Regions from separate parts of the Sus scrofa genome. Here region 2 is linked to region 1. The links are chromatin contacts, called in public Hi-C maps. All regions are on one chromosome and are shown on one strand. Each heading gives the region's core, a stretch centred on a gene start, on an enhancer-like site or on the middle of the called end of the contact. The rest is flanking DNA. Distances are from core to core; before and after follow the strand shown. Region 1 holds the start of STK3 (serine/threonine-protein kinase 3). Region 2 overlaps STK3 (serine/threonine-protein kinase 3).

Region 1 (3,495 bases), core at 539-3,038:
GCTCTTTAAAAATGCTTTCCTGGATCAACATGTCTCTCTGAAAAGAGCTAAAAATAAGTTGCTCAAATGTGTAACCACCACTTTGAAAAGTATAAGTCAGCATGGAATGCTGACATATACTACACACACCTCCCCCCACCCCTCCAGGCTCTCCCGTGTCCCTGCAGGGGCAGGGGTTCTCCAACACCCAGAGTGAAACTCTGATAACTTAGAGCAGAGCTAATCCATACAGAGCTTCTACTTCCATTCAGAGCTGTTCACCTTGGCCTTAAAGTACTATCGCCAAGGTGCCCCTTACAGCCATTCAGAAACAAAATGGGGGAAAAACTGTATCCAGTTTTCTTCTATAGTATTAAAACTGGGTACCCAATCAATATTAGAATTGGGATATTGTAGAATGCCAGAAAAGAATCTATCAAGGGCTCTGCATGACAGCAGGTCTCTTTTGGAAACTTCTCCACAACCCCCCTTTCGCACCTGAACAGATGGTTTCCAAGCCTCAAGGCTCACATGTCCAGTGACACAATTCACAACAGCTCACAGAGTTTCTATCTTTTTAATTATTTCATGTTCTTGAATATACCACCTTTCACTTAAACTCTCTAGGTATCAAAACACTCTAGTCCTCACCAAAAGCATCATCTGGGAGAGAGATTAATACTCTTATTTTATAAATGAAAAATGAAAGACTTAAATGTTTTATCCAATATCAGTGGACTGATTCATTGTTGGGTGTGGGGACGCACACTGAGAATAAATATCTATGGAAAGCCTTGATTTAGCTTCCCAAGAGCACTTCAAATATCAGTTCAAAAGTATCTACTGTGTACTCTTACACATCCAGTATATCAAAGAATAAATATAAACAGTAAATATCAAAGCATCACTGTTTTTACATGCTAAAAAAAAACAAACAAAAAAAACCAAACCTGTATGGGGGGTGGGGTTCTAATTTAAGATTTCTGTCTTGCATCCATAAATACTTTTGAACGTGTGGAGGAAGGGGGAGGAACACCTGTCAGTGCAGCACATCTACAATAAGTTTTACAGACACTGTAGCTAACACACTGTAGCTATTAATATTTAATTCCTTGAAGTGTAAGTAAACAGCCCGCTTTCTCAAAAAAAGGGGGGTGCATATTATGGAAAACATTTGACAAGAAAGCCTATAGTAAGAAGTCCAATAATTTCCTAGTTTTACGTCCCCCAGCTTCGTGAACTTGCCACGAGGGAAAACTCTGCCCGCCCCAGGAGTCCAGCCGCTGGGCGCCCGGCGCTGCCCACCGACTTTCCACGCGCTCCAGGCCCGGCGGGCCGCAGGGGAAACGAGACTCGGCCTCCCTCAGGGTCCCCTCGCCGCACGGACCGACGCGGCCCTACACTCGGACCGGCCTCGAGACCCCCGGAACTCCAGGCTCCCGGCCCGGCAGTCAGGGAAGGGGTCGCGATCCAGCCCGGCCTAGCGGCCCCCGCCCAGCGGCCGCCGGCACCGCCTCCCTCCTTCTCCTTGCTCCCCGCGTTCGTTACCTCTTGGGCGCCGGCGGCTGCTCCATGGCGGCCGGGGGCAGAAGGAGGGACCAGGTGGGCGGCGAAGGCCGGAGTCGGGCAAGGAGCCGAGGAACCGGCCAGCCGAGCCCAGGGAACCACAGAGGGAAACTCCAGGAACTCGGACCAACTTTCCCGTAACTCCGCGGCGGATCCCCCTCCCGCTTGCGAAAGCGGCTCCTCCCGGCCCGCCCCGCCCCTCCGCCGGGGGCCGCAGTCCTGGGAGGGTGGGCGGAGCCGGCCGCGGCCCAGGCGTGGTAGGCGGAGCCAGGCGCCGGGGAGGGCTGCCAGTGGGCGGGGCCGGGGGCGGAGGCAAGGGGCCAGCCACTGGGCGGGGAGGAGAGAAAAGGAGCTGGGATTGGAATGGGGAGAGGGTGAGGCCTAGTCGGGTCCCAGAGCCTCTGCTTGCTGGCCTGGGGCATTCCTTTGAAGTGGGCCAAAGCTGCCGCTCCTCACTTGCCTTCATTGCTTTTGCCCCAATCAGATTTGACTCATTTCACTGGATTTCTCAAGAATACCTCCCAAACATCTTCAGCAGCCTTTTGAAGTACTAGCTGCCGACACTTCCCTCTCTAGTTCTCTTTATAATTATTGGTTATGTTTTCCCCCAGCCATCCCCCACTACGAGGGGTGCTTCTGGAAGTTCTTGTTTGATTTTAATTGTGGACAAACTCCTCGCAATAATTATGTCTAATTACAAAGAAAATAATTACTGCAGTGAGATCTCTCATGCACTGGATTCAGTGCACTGCTGGCAAACCTGTCACAGATTATGGTACATAGAAAAGTACTCAAGAAGAGTTTCTTTCCTTCCCTTTTGCCACCCTCACCCTCACCTGTCCCCAAGACATTTGTAATTTGACTCCTTCATGCATCCATATTGTGTGTGTACCATTTAACCTTAAATTTCATCTATAGAGGGTTTTTTGTTTTTTTGTTTTTCTTTTCTTTTTTTTTTTTTTAGGGCCTCACCCACAGCATATGGCCAGGCTAGGGGTTGAATCAGAGGTGTAGCTGCTGGCCTACACCACAGCCACAGCAACACAGGATCCAAGGCACATCTGTGACCTTCTCCACAGCTCACAGCAACACCAGATCCTTAACCCACTGAGCAAGGTCAGGGATCAAACCTGTGTCCTCATGGATACAAGCCTGCTTCGTTAACTGCTGAGCCATAACAGGAACTCCTATAGGTATCTTTCTTATGACCTTACATGGTGCTATGTAATGACCTAGCTTGTTTTTGTCAGAAATTGTCACGATGAAGATTAAAACAAAAGGTATGAAGAGAATGTTGTGAACATTAATCCAAATTATACTTATGTATGGAGACAGTCCTCCTTTTACGTTATTTTAAGTTTTTTCTATGTAATAAAATTACATGATTTATTTTCAAACCATTTTATTCTCCCCCTAAACTTAAAGTTTGTTAAGGCCATTTCCTGTTTGTTTAGGTCATTTTTTAAATTATAGTTGATTTACAATGTTGTGCCAATTTCTGCTGTCAGCAAAGTGACTCAGCCATGTGTGTGTGTGTGTGTGTGTGTGTGTGTGTGTGTGTACACATACCTCTTTTTCTTGTATTATCTTATAATATCTATTATAAGACCATTCAACTCATTGTTGAAACCTAAAGTCAAATTCTATGGACAGGAGAGATTATTACAGAATTTATACTTGTTTGCATTTATTAAAGATCCACAGTCTAACAGTTCAGAAGTAACAAGACAATCATTAAGATGTCAAAGCTAGGAAAAACCTTCGAAATTACTTCATTCTGTCCCTCACACTCACCCTCACTTCCATGCTCTAGTCCCATCTCCTTATACTTTATCAGAAAAAAATCTCTTTCAGGGAAAATCATTGTATCTTTTTTGAAAACTGACACGTTTTTAATGGGCTCAAATTATAACACTTTTTTTTTTTTTTTTTGGTCTTTGTAGGTTCACA
Region 2 (3,383 bases), core at 325-2,824, 88 kb before region 1:
CTTGACAATCTTACCACACCACTCTCCCTACCAAAGACTCCACAGAGGAAGTGACTTCTGAGCTGACTCCTGAAGAATGAACAAAGTTTCTCCAGAGACCAAAAAGGGAATGAAATACTAAATAGGTATAAAGGCGATGGGCACAAACATATATGAAGTCAAGTACAAGTGAATGGTTCTTTGTGTTTGAATGTAAGGTATATGGGAAAATAGTGCTAGATATAAAGGTAGGTTAGGGCCAAACTCTGCTTTATGTGTCTACCCATTTTCAAACGGAAAGATGATTTGATCATACCTGAACTTTTAAGAAGGAAACTCTAGCAGCAGACTTAGTCAAAGATGAAAGCTTAGTACCACCCACTGGGACACATCAGCCTCACTGTATGTGAGTTTGCAAAGGACTTTTGATCTTGTTTTTTTCTACTTCTCATTTTTTTTAGGGGTAGCTCCTGCTGTGGCTCAGCAGTAAAGAACCCGACTAATATCCACGAGGACTCGAGTTCGATCCCAGGCCTTGCTCAGTGGGTTAAGGATCCAGCATTGCCATGAGCTGTGGTTAGGTTGCAGATGCGGCTCAGATCCCACACTGCTGTGGCTGTGGCACAGGCTGGCAGCTGCAGCTCCAATTTGACACCTAGCTTGGGAACTTCCACATGAAATAGAAAAGAAAAAAAAAAAAAAAAAGACTAGAAGTAGGAAAGCTAGTGTAAAGAATATAATAAAGTCATTTATAGCAGTAGTAATAGCAGCGGCAGCAGCAGCAATTGGAGTAATAGCTAATAGGTATATAAACTTGCTTAAAATCCCAATGGATTTTTTTAGTCAAAATTTCTAATTCTGGAGTTCCTGTCATGGTGCAGTGGAAACGAATTTGACTAGGAACCATGAGATTGCGAGTTCGATCCCTGGCCTCGCTCAGTGGGTTAAGGATCCAGCGTTGCCACGAGCTGTGGTGTAGGTCGCAGACGTGGCTCGGATTCTACGTTGCTATGACTGTGGTGTAGGTTGGCAGCTGTAACCCCTAGCCTGGGAACCTCTATATGCTGCGGTGCGGCCCTAAAAAGCAAAAAAAAAAATTCTAATTTTAAGATGGAGAGATGTCAAAGCATGCAGTTAGGCAAGAAGGCACTGAAAGCAAAATCCAAAATTCTTTCGTAATTCAAACCGAAATTGCTTAACCATTAAAAAATAACATAGGGCTTAGGTAGCACCCTCTCAACCAAATTTAAAAAAAAGAAAAAAGGAAGCGAATTATCATTAAAAAGGAACATGCCCTCTAACTCAGTAATTCCATCTCTCAGAATGTATCCAATGTCCACAGCAAGACAGGTATGCCAATACACACCAATAAAACTTTACTGCAGCCTTGAATACACAAAAATTGGTAAGCTGGAATTCATTTTGCCCAAAGTACTAAAAAAATACATTCCATTACATACACACAGACCTATAGGTCCTGGTACGGAGAAATCTCCAAGAAACATCAGAAGTTAAAAAAGAAAGAGAGAGAGAAGGCAGGAGTTCATGCCAAGGCACAACAGGATCAAGAGAATCTCTGGAGCACTTGGACGCAGGTTCAGTCACCAGCCTGGCACAGGCTAGACAACTGTGGCTCAGATTTGATCCCTAGCCCACAGTGCCACGCCCATCCCAAAAAAAAGACAAGGTATGGAACACCACCTATGCAGTATGAATCCCTTGTGTAAAACAAGATATACATATACACATACTGAAAGAACCCACAAGAAGCTGTTAACTGACATCTCTTAGAGGAAGTAAAACTGAGGGGTGACTGAGGAGACACTAAGTTCCTCTTCTGCACTATCTGGAATTTTTACAATGTGCTCATATTACTTTTTTCCCCTTAATTTATATAATTAAAATGGGAGATGTTTCTACATTCTGGCTATAAAGAATCATGCAATACAATTTTTAAAGCTCTCCATCTAAAATAGTTAAAATTAGAGATTTGCTACCTCAGGAGCTAAATTTCCATTTTCTGGAATTTTTTTTTTTTTTTTTTTTTTTGTCTTTTGTCTTTTGTGTTTTTAGGGCCACACCCGTGGCATGTAGAGGTTCTCAGGCTAGGGGTCTAATCAGAGCTGTTGCTGCTGGCCTGCACCACAGCCAAAGCAACACCAGATCCAAGCCGCATCTGTGAGCTACACCACAGCTCATGGCAACGCCAGATCCTTAACCCACTGGGTGAGCCCAGGGATTGAGCCTGCAACCTCACGGTTCCTAGTCAGATTCGTTTCTGCTGAGCTGTGATGGGAACTCCCATTTTCTGGAAAATTAAGTTACATACATTTCTTGATTTCAATATTTTACTGGATAAGATACAATGATCTTTTAATACATTTTTCTAATACTAAAGAATAGCCACTATTTCAACAAATACCATAAAATTCTTACATCATAGTAATTAAAAACTAAATAACCAAACATCACTTTTTAAAGTTTTTGCCTTAACAGTGGTCAATTCAATTTACATGTGCACAGAACTTTACAGGTTACAAAATGTTCTGACATTCATCATCTTTGTTCCTCACAAGAAAACACTGAGGTAGGTAAAGCCAGTAATATGATACTAGGTCCATTTTAGGATTAGGCATCTGAAGTTTAAAGGAGTTACACAATGTACCCAGGGTCACAGAGCTAATAAGTAACAACTCAGGACCTGATGTTTGGTCTTCTGATTCCACATGCAGGAGTCCTTCCACTAAATGACATCACTCCACATAACCACTGTCATAGTGTGCTAAGGGTCAGGCTGATGACAGGGTGGGAGGGCTTGTGATAGATCTGACTATGCCAGGCAGTCTGCCAGGAGAAGAATGTGTGATGTAAAAATAAAGTACATGATGGTGGGCCTGACTTATGAAAGGGAAATAGAACTGGGAGAAACGCCAGTAAGAATGGCAACTAAGGTGAAGACTGGGCAGCTTACCAATAAGGGAAGGCAAGGAAATACCTTTGTAAGCTTAATTTACTTAGTTAAGGTAGAAGAGAAAGTCTACTGGAGCCACTATATTGTAATGTGGAAAGATCATAAGGAAAAGTGTTTATAATCCAATCAAAAGATTTAGAAAAGATGTAATGGAGCGTGATGTGCATGATGCATTTAATCAGAGATTAAGATGTGGCACATGATTGCTATGAAAAATTCTAAGGGTCTAATCCCACAGTGCACGGTCATGTTAACGCTACGGCTTGGAACTTGAAGAGGCATGTGTGAAATACACTTAGAGCTCAACCTCACTCTATATGAGACACCAAATAAGAAGCAAGAATTACTTCCTACACAAAAGGACCCACTCTCCTAAGATTCCATTACTGTACTGAACAGCAGTACCTGCTCAGTGAGAAAATCCTTGTAGGAG

Evidence for each region. A called contact is a pair of places that touch in the nucleus more often than the background predicts.
Region 2: a Hi-C map of liver shows a contact between it and region 1, with 2.7 times the contacts expected there. The contact joins the enhancer-like site here to the promoter of STK3 in region 1. A contact is called at or near these places in 1 of 5 promoter capture datasets (liver), 4 of 47 Hi-C or Micro-C datasets (embryonic fibroblasts, heart right ventricle and liver) and 1 of 2 datasets of contacts at active chromatin or transcription factors (alveolar macrophages).

The regions. Positions count from the first base shown.
Region 1 is chr4:38,010,095-38,013,589 of Sscrofa11.1, reverse strand. It overlaps STK3 (serine/threonine-protein kinase 3), which reads right to left and starts at 1,788. Exons shown (of 11, transcript XM_005655350.3): 1 at 1,528-1,788. The coding sequence starts at 1,553.
Region 2 is chr4:38,098,367-38,101,749 of Sscrofa11.1, reverse strand. All of the region lies in intron 4 of STK3 (serine/threonine-protein kinase 3), which reads right to left. Among named protein-coding and RNA genes, the nearest start is that of STK3, 88 kb to the right of the region's middle. Within about 2 kb of position 1,574, at least 5 of the 83 cell types and tissues checked have an H3K27ac peak or open chromatin away from gene starts, as enhancers often do. A contact at or near this core is called in alveolar macrophages and liver, where this site is marked.